3 separate regions of the Mus musculus genome follow, and regions 2 and 3 are each linked to region 1. Evidence: chromatin contacts called from public promoter capture Hi-C data. All regions are on one chromosome and are shown on one strand. Each heading gives the region's core, a stretch centred on a gene start, on an enhancer-like site or on the middle of the called end of the contact. The rest is flanking DNA. Distances are from core to core; before and after follow the strand shown. Region 1 holds the start of Lppos (LIM domain containing preferred translocation partner in lipoma, opposite strand). Region 2 overlaps Lpp (LIM domain containing preferred translocation partner in lipoma). Region 3 overlaps Lpp (LIM domain containing preferred translocation partner in lipoma).

Evidence for each region. Promoter capture Hi-C pulls out the DNA fragments that hold promoters and counts their contacts.
Region 2: a promoter capture Hi-C map of liver shows a contact between it and region 1, with 4 times the contacts expected there. The contact joins the enhancer-like site here to the promoter of Lppos in region 1. A contact is called at or near these places in 8 of 39 promoter capture datasets (3T3-L1-derived adipocytes, the C10 cell line, cranial neural crest and 4 more), 11 of 484 Hi-C or Micro-C datasets (B cells, the C10 cell line, CD4 T cells and 6 more), 7 of 115 datasets of contacts at active chromatin or transcription factors (the 230-238 cell line, CD8 T cells, bone marrow-derived macrophages and 3 more) and 2 of 9 other capture datasets (adipose tissue and liver).
Region 3: a promoter capture Hi-C map of liver shows a contact between it and region 1, with 4 times the contacts expected there. The contact joins the enhancer-like site here to the promoter of Lppos in region 1. A contact is called at or near these places in 7 of 39 promoter capture datasets (the 3T3-L1 cell line, the C10 cell line, liver and 2 more), 1 of 15 datasets of contacts at CTCF or cohesin (pro-B cells), 21 of 484 Hi-C or Micro-C datasets (the 3T3-L1 cell line, B cells, the BV-2 cell line and 13 more), 12 of 115 datasets of contacts at active chromatin or transcription factors (the 230-238 cell line, CD8 T cells, bone marrow-derived dendritic cells and 8 more) and 2 of 9 other capture datasets (liver and macrophages).

Annotation. Positions count from the first base shown.
Region 1 is chr16:24,391,906-24,395,707 of GRCm38.p6, forward strand. Lppos (LIM domain containing preferred translocation partner in lipoma, opposite strand) reads right to left here and starts at 1,750. Exons shown (of 2, transcript NR_037954.1): 1 at 1,449-1,750; 2 at 651-1,202. It overlaps Lpp (LIM domain containing preferred translocation partner in lipoma), which reads left to right and starts at 1,445. Exons shown (of 13, transcript NM_178665.5): 1 at 1,445-1,699.
Region 2 is chr16:24,639,958-24,643,759 of GRCm38.p6, forward strand. All of the region lies in intron 5 of Lpp (LIM domain containing preferred translocation partner in lipoma), which reads left to right. Among named protein-coding and RNA genes, the nearest start is that of Mir28a, 190 kb to the right of the region's middle. Within about 2 kb of position 1,589, at least 25 of the 459 cell types and tissues checked have an H3K27ac peak or open chromatin away from gene starts, as enhancers often do. A contact at or near this core is called in B cells, CD8 T cells, Th1 cells and 3 more, where this site is marked.
Region 3 is chr16:24,621,164-24,624,965 of GRCm38.p6, forward strand. All of the region lies in intron 5 of Lpp (LIM domain containing preferred translocation partner in lipoma), which reads left to right. Among named protein-coding and RNA genes, the nearest start is that of Mir28a, 200 kb to the right of the region's middle. Within about 2 kb of position 1,593, at least 15 of the 459 cell types and tissues checked have an H3K27ac peak or open chromatin away from gene starts, as enhancers often do. A contact at or near this core is called in liver, where this site is marked.

The sequences.
Region 1 (3,802 bases), core at 500-2,999:
AAACTTGGGAGGGCAAAGGGGTTAAGCAGTTTGGCCCCAGAAGTGTTTGAATTTTGAAGACTGCCGGAGAAATGTTCAATACATGTTAAGTACAGGAGTACGTACTTTGACACTTAGTCCGAAAGGTTCATCAAAATATAACCGGAGAAGAGGCACGTTGGAGCGTCCCCACCCCTGAAGTCCCTGGTGTACTTTTTCTGTCTGCATGACTGAGTTAGGCTGTAGAAGGTGAGGGCCCACGGTGGTGGAAGGTGGCTTGAGAGTGGGAAGGTCAGGGGCATGCTCAGACAGCTGTGTTGTGCAGGTCATGTTATGGTATTTTCCTTAGATCCTACCCAACCCAATCAAAGACCAGAATGGGTGGTTGTGTTATTAGCATGGGTTGAAGTTGTTTGGGAGACTGGGGTAAAGCAAAGGATACAGGATAGAAACACCCACACCCCCACCCACACACCCACACCCAAATCTGTGTTTTTGGTTAGTTTGTGACAGTGTCTATGTAAACCTCTCTTGTGCCGGGATGAAAAGCGTTCACTACTGAGGGCCAGAGGGCTTCCAGTGTCTCCTAGCCGGAATCTTAACCTAGTAAAAGGGGTTCTCATCGTTGCTCACTTTTACAAATATCAAACACAAAATATCCAAACCCAACCTTCCAAGAACAGGCTTGTCTTTATTCAAACCAGTTCACCCAGTTCGTGTATTTTCTTTTTTTAAGCTGTAAGAACAGAGCAAGCTTTCTGGTTGGTTTTCCGGCAGGGCAGGGTTGGGAAGCAAAAGTTAAACTCCAAAGGTTCTTGTCTTTGAACAAAGGACAGGAAGTTGCCCTGAAGCACTCGATTGCCATTGTTTCTCAAGGCTTGTCAACCACAACCTTCCAGGAACTGGGGTTAGTCACTTCAGTGGGTCAAGTCATCTGCCTAGCTCTAACTTGGGTCTAAGCTCACAGTTAGAGGCCGGGTCGTGCCTGGAGGCGGAAACCCAGCTAAGAGTAGAATACTGGCTCCTCTCCACGGGGCAGGACTGGGTCAGGTCCCAGCTTCGGAGCTCTCCTGTGCGAAGGGAACTGAAGTTGCTCTCTACCATCCCGGACTTCTGAGTCCTGCTGGAGTCCTGGGCGGGGCTCCGACGAGGCTCTTAGGGTGGGGGGTGGGGTGTTCCATGGCAGGATCTCTTTGCTCAAGCTCAGCTTTCCAATCTGTCGTCTGCAGAACAGACCCGAGTTGTGCCGGTTTCTCGACTTCCTCCTGCATCTCCTTCCTCTTCCTCCAGTGGAGGCAGATCCCTCTTTTCCTTCCTCTTCCCATGCTCCCTGTACCCCCTCCTCCCCCCGCGTCCCCTCCTCCAGGAAGTGCATTGCCCAGGGTCACCCACCTCGAGCCGCCGCTGCCCCCCGCGCCCCCTCCCCGTCCGGCTAGTGCGGCGGCCCGCGGGCACACGCCTCCCCATACCTTACATGGACAAATGCGTGCAGGCAAAGTCAGGAATTCAGGCCCCTGACGTCAGCCTCCAGCGCTCAGGGCACCGCACGGGAGACCGCGGGGAGGGGGTGGGGAGGAAGGAGGGGGAGAGCACCAACCAGCAGCCACTCCCGGCCTGCTGCTGAAGTTTCACTTTTTGTCTGTGGGTTCGCTCCCGGGGCCCGCTCGAGCTTTCCCGGGATAAGTAGCGTTAGCGGCGGGGGAGAGCCGGCCGCTGCAAGGTAAGGGCCGGCAGCGGGGCCGGGCACCGGGGAGGACGCGGGCCGGGCGGAGCGGGCCGCTGCGGGCCGCGGGCCGGGCCGGGACAATGGGAGGGGGAGTGCCCGGCACCTCCTCCTCCGCCCGAGCCTCCGCCTCCAGCCGTCGCGGCCGCCGCTGCCCGGTCCACCTCCTCCCCCAGGTATCGTAGCGAAGGCTTCCTCCCGCAGCCTCGGCCCGCGGGCGCCGCTCGACCCCCCGACCCCCCGGGGGACGGGCCGCTGAGGGTGGTGGGGAGCGCGGGGCGCCCTGCTCCGCCCCGCCCGCCGCGGAAGTGCGGGTCCCCGGCCGGGAAGCGGGGGTGCACGCCGTGGGGGAGGGGCGGATGCGGGAGTCCCCAGCGCGCCCCCGGCCCGGGCCTTTCTGGGTGCCCAGGGGGCGGGGCCGCGCCCGGTGGCTTCGAGCTTTCGTGGAATCCCAGTTGTCACCGCGGAAAGGGCCTAGGGACCCAGTGACTCGGAGTCTTCCCATTTTACAGTCAGGGCAGGCGAGGCAAAGAGAGGCAGGCTTTCCTGGAAGTCATCCCTGGAAGGTGGAGCCAGGTTAAGATCGGTGGCTCCGGACCTCTGCTCCCCTGCTGCCTTTTTAAAATTTTTTAAAAAATTTATTAATTAATTTATCTTTTTGTAAGCGGTTGTGGAGTCTCCACTGCTTTTAAGCACTGTAGGTTACAGAGGCCAAACTTTGCCCTCTGGGAGCGCTCACTGGAACGCAGGAGCCTAACCTGACTCAAAGTAGGAAGGGCCAAATCCTGGAGAGAACGCAAAGATCAGGTTTTTTTATGGGAGTTCGCGGAAGGACTTTTCTTATTTTGGCCTCCATGGCCGGACCCGAAATCCCAGAGGGGCCTGTGATTGACTCCTTTGAAGGATAGGGAGTTTTCTTAAGTAAAAAAGGCGAGGCCTTTCGTGTCAGGGAGGCAGCTGCAGACCAGAGAAGGCTAAATAAGGGTGGGGAGTGGGCGTGGGTGGAATTGTGTTCGTGGCTTGGGGTGGGAGTATGACAGGAGACCGTGTCAGTGGAGTTGTGGCTTGGGTACTTGGACAGGGCAGTGTAAACTGTTTCTGGCCTTCTTTCTCTTTAGGAAGGGGGTCCACTGCTTCCCCTCCCCCACAAGGAAGGCCTGGCAAGAGCTCTCCGCGGATCCTTTCTGGGACTCTCCTGTTTCTATACACTCCCTTTGCAAACTTGCCTCTGCAGTAAAACTTTTTCTCAAAGATGTTAGTGACTTAATGGTTCACTGTTTTCACTATTCCCGGCACAAGCGAGTTTTCAGACAAGCTTTAGGGGAAGAGGGAAAGTGTACAGGGCTACTGTAGAGTGTGTCAACCTCTCCCAGCGGGACCCTTTCTCAGTTTTACAAACAGGAAGTAGACCCCGGTCCACAGAAGTTGAATTGCTAGCCCCATATTCACTGCTGGATTGAGGTGGGGTGGGGGATGTTGGTGCAGAAACCCAGTAAGAATCTTGCTTTCCCAGGAGTCTCCTGGTGTCCTTGCCAATGCCAAGGGGCACTTAAAGAGGAAACTGTGTATCTTGTATGTAATCTTTGGAAGGTAGCCTGTGGAATCCAGAATACAATCTATTGAGGATTAGCTATGTGAAGGGTAGGGGGACACACCCGGGTCCTGAGCTTGGGCAATGCCTTGTCTTGCCTATCTTGAACTCCCTCCTTCCTCTCTTTCCCAACACCACCTCCTGCAATTCCTTGTATGCAGCTCTGGCCTTGGAGTTGGGCATAGGCAGTGGGAGAGGAAGCCAAGTTCCTGACTTGGTTATTAGGCCTAGGACTGAGTAGCACCCTTTGTGGAGGGACAGTCTCTTGTGCGAGGAGGTGATTCCTCTGAGAAAGGTAGACATTTCCAGAGTGGGAGAAGAGACATGATTCTGAAAGGCTTTAGGAATGTCGGGCCATCTAGTTTGCATATGACTTTTGAGGGTTTTGAGCAGGCAGGAACATGATTTAGAGAGTTGGCATCGAGAAGCAGCCTCCTGCTGCCCGGTTTCAAGGAGAGGTGATAATTTGGCTTAAGAAAATGATCATGGGCTGTTGTTTCATTTGCTTG
Region 2 (3,802 bases), core at 339-2,838, 250 kb after region 1:
TATTTAAAATATTTAGTCAAATGAACCATATTAGCATTAGTGAGTCTATTGTATTGTCAGTAGAGTTCTGCTCTTAATTATAAACTATTTTAAGATATAGATAGAAGCACAGGTATATATAGCCAATACTTCATTAAGGTTAGTGGTTTCTCTGATTTCCTCAGTCTAGGTTATAAGATTCTGTGTGGTAAGCACAGAAGGTGTTTGCTTTTAACCAAATTACCTAGAAAATAGAGAGGGAGGCAGAAGTTTATATTCTTAGAATGAGGAAACCCAAGTGAGGTGTTTCTAATATAGAGGCAGAGAGCAGACAGACAGTACATAGCATAGCATAGCATAGCATAGCATAGCATAGCATAGCATAGCATAGCATTGATTGCTGTGGTCTCATTACATCTTCATAAAAGCTTCCTGAGCAAGGGTGTTCTCAGTGATCCACTTGGGGAAGCAAGAAGAGTTAATGTGGGTCCCCACTTTCCCTGCTCACACGGCGCTGAGTTTCCCAGGCTTTTGTAGAAGTATGCTTTTAGTTCCTCCTGTGTCATTGTGACCACTTTTTGTAACAACTTGACTCATAGCATCCCAGGGAGGCTTGCCATTCTTTAGGGCTGGGAAGGCATAGTGGGGCAGCTCAGCCTGTGGCTGTGCATCATGGGATACAGGCCTTTCCATGTTGCTGACCACGAGGCGCACAGAGGTAGAACATAACCATGTCTTCCATCAGTCAGGTCTCAGTTCCTCACAGCTCTATAGCTTCAAAATCCCGATAAAGTGAAGCAAAGGGTTCAAGAATGATTCTGTGGAGACATTTCCCACTCAGATGATGGCACCATGATAAGGGAAAACCTTAAAATATTTGTCCAAAGGGCTTATCTGCCTAACAGACCACCGGAAATGAGATGACATTTCCCATTAAGCCTGATTCTAGATCCTTACACCCAGTTGTTCCTAATAGATCCATAACCCTGGCTTACTTGGGTCCTCTGATCAGATGCATGGGTGTTCTGTTGCATGGATCTCCTTGTAAGCTAAAGAGATCCCTGGTTATGTGTCCCTGTTCTGTATTAGGTGCCAGTTTCTCACGGTTCTCTCTCATACTCACGTCTCCTTTGCTTGTGTCAAGGAGCTGCTGCTGAAGAGATGGGTGGCAGTTTCATTGCAGCAGCTTGATGAAGTGACTTTCTGCACACAGAGTGAATTAGTTGGCATGTCACAATTCTGGCTTTATTTTCCCTTGTCCCATGATAGGATTTTTTTTTTTTTAAAACAAACAATTGCCTAATCAGGTAACTCACATCTTATCCAAACAGCATTAACTTTGTGTGTGTGTGTGTGTGTCTGTGTGTGTGTGTGAGTGTGTGTGATTCTGTTAGCGTTTTTGAATTTTATGTATTATGCGCATATATACTAGTGTTACCTTTACATTTGGGGTGTCTTTTAATTTTGCTGTAATTTGCAAGTATAATCAAGTTCATTTCAATTTGCTTTGAAGTTATTAATCTGTTGATGGAGGTTGAAGGTCTAAGTGGATTTGAAATGACTTCCCGTGTGCCATGTGCTGACTCAGTAGCTCACACTGCCTCTCTTCCTGTGTGTTCACTGTACGTCTGTTCCCCTCACACCTGCTATGCCTGCATAACTCTTAACCTTTCCGGTTGCATTTGCCCTGCCTTCCCTGCAGTTTCTTTACTAGTGAAGAGCCTCACTTTCTGCTATGCCTCACTGTGCTGGGTCCCTGCCTCCTCGGGGGTATTAGTGTGTTCTGTGGCCCTACCTGTGTTCAGAATAGAGACACTGCTCCTCTGCCCCTGCTGTTTGGTAATGCGGACTGTGGAACCTTAACATATGGCCTCATCAGTAATAAACTCCCCTGAGAAGCCATGTCAGCCACTTGCTCCCCAGAATGTCCTCATGAAACATCCTTGGCAGGGTAGCACTAACACTCGGGGCTTTCTGTAGCACTGCCCTTTTTTTTCTAAATAACAACAACACACAAAAACAAAACAAAACAAAACAAAACATAAAACAGTGTTTCCCTGTGTAATAATTCCCTTTCCTAGTTCCTGGCCCTCACTTGTGAGTACCTTTAACCCAGTATCTGAGTTGAGGTGTTGGGAATATGTAAAACCTGATTATTTTCCCTATTGGCATCTCCTTATTCAAATGATGAGAAATCTGTGAATCTGCTCATGCCTTGGGGGTTTCTTCTATATACTCTCTGATACTGAAATTTTGACAAAAAACGGGTTGAGTTTCATACTTTCCAAACATGAATTTTGTCCTTGGAAAATGGAATGAGTCATCTTCTTTATGTAGTAGAGATAATTCCCTGACATGTGATATGCTAGCTGCTAGTCATGATTTTGAGTTTTAGTTTATATCTAATTTATATGAATTAACATGAAGTAGAATTTACAATTAGTTCCATCGACTCTCTGTGTTTTAGGCGATGACTCCCATGCTCATCGCATGCTGGGCTGTTTAGAACATCCCATTTAAAACAAATTTGTATTGTCCAGTGGCGATAGAATGGACTCCATAGAGGACAGTTAGGGAACTGGAGGAACCAGTCTTCAGGTGTGTCTTACTGCTTTCTCTAAGCTTAGTTCAAACAATATTGGCCTGTATTGGTAATCAATAAGATACTGAGATACTTTGTTTTCAAGATACTTTCGTTTTTTGTTTTTTGTTTTTTTTTTTAACGTAGGCACCAAAAACCAAAACAAAACAGAAAACTCTGTAGGATAAATCCTCGCTGGCACAGAAGATCAACACTTAGACTTGTTTTATAACCGAGAGGATTAAGAGTACAACACCGCCCAATCCCTAGAATATCAGAGAAACAAAGGCCACAGGTGTTTGAGAGCTTTGTCAGGAGTGCTGTTTCTAGAAATGTGTCCTTCTCATGTTTATGCCCCTGCTGGCTTGGGATGAGAAGTTGTTGGGAATCCTAGAATGTTAAGACCCCTGTCCTCAGAAGATTTCTATATCATAGCCTCGTTCCAATCCAGTCTGAGGCATACGAACAAAAGCTTTCCTATTAAAATGAAGAGATCAACAAAGTAAGTAGATGGTAAATGAATGACATCATTTGTTTGTTTGTTTGTTTGTTTGTTATATAGAGTCAGAAGCTGTGGTTGATACACTCTGGTATTTATTTTTGGGAGAACGATTTTGCCTGATGGTTTGACAGAAATGCCAGGACAGCGTTTCTCCCCTTTGGGTGGCCAGACAGAAGTGAAACCTAGTTGACTTTCACTTCCAATTTACCTTGCTTTGATTTCCAATTTATTGGCACCCAGGATCTGGTGTTTGGGTGGTGACCAAGATCAGCGGGTGAGGGTTACTATGAGAAATTCCACAGGGAATAAGTTGGTGTTGGGTGCAAAAAGCTCATATGTCCTATTTGAGGCTGTGTGAAATGAACTGGATCCTCCCAATGAGGTGGCCCCAGAGATTTAATCCTCTGGGGTGACTGCATTCACAAGTCTTTTCAAGAGCCTAAGCACCATAAAATACAACCACAAAGCCTTCCTTCCAAGGAATGTGTGTATCGGCTCATGTCAAGGGCTCTTAGCAGGAAACAATGAGCCTAAAGCCATAATCTAATAAACAAACAGATAATCCAGTTCAGGTTTGTCTAGGTAATATAATGTCTCTATCAAACTAGTTCTTGCACCTTTAGCTCTATTCAGAAGGAAAGAGTTCTTCGTGGGAATATGTGTGTTTTCTTAGCAGGGGGATGTGTGTTTCCCGTGACCGCATAGCTTGTTTTTCTCTTCTTGCTCAGTCTTGTTGCTCA
Region 3 (3,802 bases), core at 343-2,842, 230 kb after region 1:
GGGCTGCTTGTTAAGTTTTAGGTTGTTCAACCTTTGACCTAGGTTATCTTGTTTGCCAGTTCAGATATCTCTTAGTACTTTGATATTTCCTTTTTCTTTTTATGAAAATAGGATAATTATGTCTCTCCTCTGTCTGTATCAGTCACTTGTAATGTTCCTATCATAGTTACACAGCATCGGGACTTGTGTATAGAGGACCAAATCCACAGGCTGGCTGGAAAAGTGATCATGTCTTTGGAAGCTTGCATGATCTCAGTACAGAGGCAGCAGTAGCTGTTGCTCTCTGACCCTTTGCTGCTTTGGTCTTTGGTGTGTGTTTGGAGCATTTCCCATCCATAAACACCTGGAGTAGACGCATGATGAGGACTCCTTCCTAAAATGTAGGAAAGTCTCTGAAGCAACCTATGGGAACAGACACATAACTCAAAGCCTGATGTTTAAGCACAAGTTTGATCAAGTAAAGATGCTTTTACAGTGTGCTTGACAATGTTGGTCTTCTCTCTTAGCATGCCCTGGATTCAGATTTTTGATATAGATTTTTATGTGTTCCATCCATTGCATAATTTGAAACACACACACACACACACACACACACACACACACACACACACCAGGTCTCTTAGCTTCTTAATAATTTTATTATTTCATAGATCTGCAGACATAATTCCATTAAATAGAGGACTCTTCTGAGAAATCTTTTGCTAATGGTAAATTTAAAGCTTTTTGTTGTTGTTGTTGTTGTTTTCTGATCACATTTCTCTGGGTTGAATTAATCCATATATAAACATTACTAGTTTTATAGTGAAATTGCCATCTGCCATCATGTTGTCTTATCCTTCAACATGGTCTAGCTGAGACCAGGTCCAAATCTTGGCTAAGTCTCTGTCTGGTGACTATAGAGAATCTTCATTCTTTTGTACAACGAATTTGGCACATATTATCATGCCATTAAGTGGAAGTGGTTTTGGAAGTGGAAGGAGAATAAAGCTGGAGCCCCAGGGGAGGATGGAGACTTGGAGAATGATGGGTACCATGCAGGTGGCATCAGACCACCCTTACTACCACTGCTTTTCCCACTCTTTGAAGAATAATGGTTTCTCCTAACTACTTAGAGCCTTTTCAAGTTTGGCTTTGTTCTGAACAGCACTCCTAGATCGTCTTCATGCATGCTCAGTATAAAAGACTGTGGGTGGGAAAGATCTACCAGGCTTAATGCTGATGTTTTGTCTTAGTAACACTGACTAGAAGGTGGCATGCAGCCAGATAGGGTTAACAGGACATCAGGGAGGTTGTGGAAATGTGTGAAAATGGACAAAACACACCAGTAATCACAATAGTTACCAAACAATGGGCTAGTTTTCTCAGTTGTCAAAACAGTGTGACAGAACAACTCAGCTTCATTTCCATCCAGATCTAAACTGTAGGATGGTGCTATTCACTTTCAGCAATTGTTTGACAATGGTTTACTCCTGAAAGACATGGAATCAAATTGTTTCCACAAAACACAAATTTAGTTATGTTATAAAATTGACCTTTGGATGTCTACTCTGTGTTCCCTGTCAGCAGTCCCATGGGTTAATGTTTTACTTGTTCTTTCTCCAAAGTCTTTGCACAGTGTATGTTCACATGCTTAAGTGTATCTAGTTTACTAGTGAGATCTCATTAAGCATGTTCCGGTTTCTTGTTATATCCTTTTTATAGCATTATTACAGCTTGGCACTAACATTTTTTGTTTTGAAACAAATTAAATTGAAACTCAGACAGATAATAAACAAGCTATCCAAGGTCTTGTGGCTTACAAAAAAAAATGGAGACTTTGATTTGAGTACAGCTATGTCTAAATGCCAGTTCCATAGTCTAATGTTCCGACTTGTAAAGTCTGTGTAAGAATTTTTTTGTTGAGTGTGCACACACTGAACTATGGATAACTGTGTGGCTATAGGTAGATAGATATCAAAATTGGAAGGGAACAAATTTGTTTTTGAAAGTGTGTCAGAGTGGAACCCAGCCAGGACAACTTCAATTTTGATAAAAATTAAAACCTTAAAGGAATGAATGGAATTTGAGTAATAAAAGCTCACAGTGATGGTGACGGAAACTGTCAGCCTGCTGTCTTTGTAAAGATGTTATAGATTATCCTATGTGAGCTTGCTTTGAAGCTTTGAATGTAGAAAAGGTAACTGAAAATGTCTATTGTTTAGAAATGTTGTAACTGTGTGTGTGTGTATGTGTGTGTGTGTGTATGTGTGTGTGTATGTGTGTGTGTATGTGTGTGTATGTGTGTGTATGTGTGTATGTGTGTATATGTGTGTGTATGTGTGTATATGTGTGTGTATGTGTGTGTATGTGTGTGTGTATGTGTGTGTGTGTATGTGTGTGTATGTATGTGTGTATGTGTGTGTGTGTATGTGTGTGTGTATGCGTGTGTATGTGTTTGTATGTGTATGTGCTCTTGCATGCTCATGCCTTTGAATGTGTTTCTGTGTGTCTTTATAACTCATGGAATTCAGTTCTCTTTGATGCTTTGGTTTTGTTGATTACATTCAGGTCAACAAGCTTTGTGCTTCTACCTCCAGGGCCCATCTTGAGAGCCCAATAAAAAAATCCCAGGTTGACTCTTCGATGGAGGAATTGATAGAAAAGTAGATTAAATGGTTGCATCTTTCCAGCTGTCTGAAGGAAATATCAATCCAGGATAGCAATGATCCCCCTTGAGAATCTTTACTCGTATCTTATATATTTTACTGTCTTCTCCTTGATTTCTTGGTCTGTTCAGAGGTCTCCTTTTGTAAGAAACTCCTAACTCTTCCTGAAGCTTTAACCACTGGGGTAAATGGGTGGGCAAGCTGAATAGGAGACTCAGGGAAGGGAACTGAAGCCCAACACTTAGTTGTACACACATTGAGCAAACACATGGGTTTTTCATGTTTTCTGCCCTGAGCTGGTTAGGATTGGAAACAGAAAAATGTAATCTTTGCCTGGCTCTTTATAGTAGTAAAGGAATAAGAAATTAAAGCCTGACCAAGAAGGATCTTAAGAGACCTTATCCAAGATGGAGAGATGAATTCAGAACTTTCCCACAAATGATGTAAGGAACTATTGTCTTAATAGGTAACTCAGAACTCTTAAAGAAGTACATTGCAGTGTATCAGCTGCTGCAGGAATGGGTACTGGGCAACCGCCATAGCCCCTCCCTTAAAGGAGGATAAATCCTTTGACTCCATGTGCAAAGGAGCTCAGGGAATACTGATCTGCAGCAGTGAGAGGGTTAAAAAAGTCCATCATTGTATAAGAGGCCCTGCGATCTTGTCTGAACCATGTCAGGATGTTGCCTGCACGCTGTCTTTGCTGATCACAGTAATCCGGTCATAAGAGAAAGAGAAGTAATAAGAGTGTCTCTTAGCAACCAACCCCAGGAGAAAGAGAAAATTACTCAAACTGAGCCATTCAGCTAGGGAAGTAGAAAGAAAAATATTCTGAAAGTCTGAAAATGCTCAAGTTCAGTCTTCAATGCCGCAGACAGAGGTGGCAGGCTGGGGTGGGTGTGTTAGTAACAAAAATCTGTGAGAAATTGAAATGTTCTCTCTTTCGCTTTCCTTCTGTTTCCTGCCACCTCACCCTATAAGATACAGGAGTAAGAAAGGGTGAGCCAAAGAAGGCTAAAAAGTCCTTCTTTCCCACTATAGGACCTGGGTGGTTGAAGCATGGGAGAAGAGAAACGGAACTCACTCACTCTCTCTCTCTCTCTCTCTCTCTCTCTCTCTGTGTGTGTGTGTGTGTGTGTGTGTGTGTGTGTGTGTGT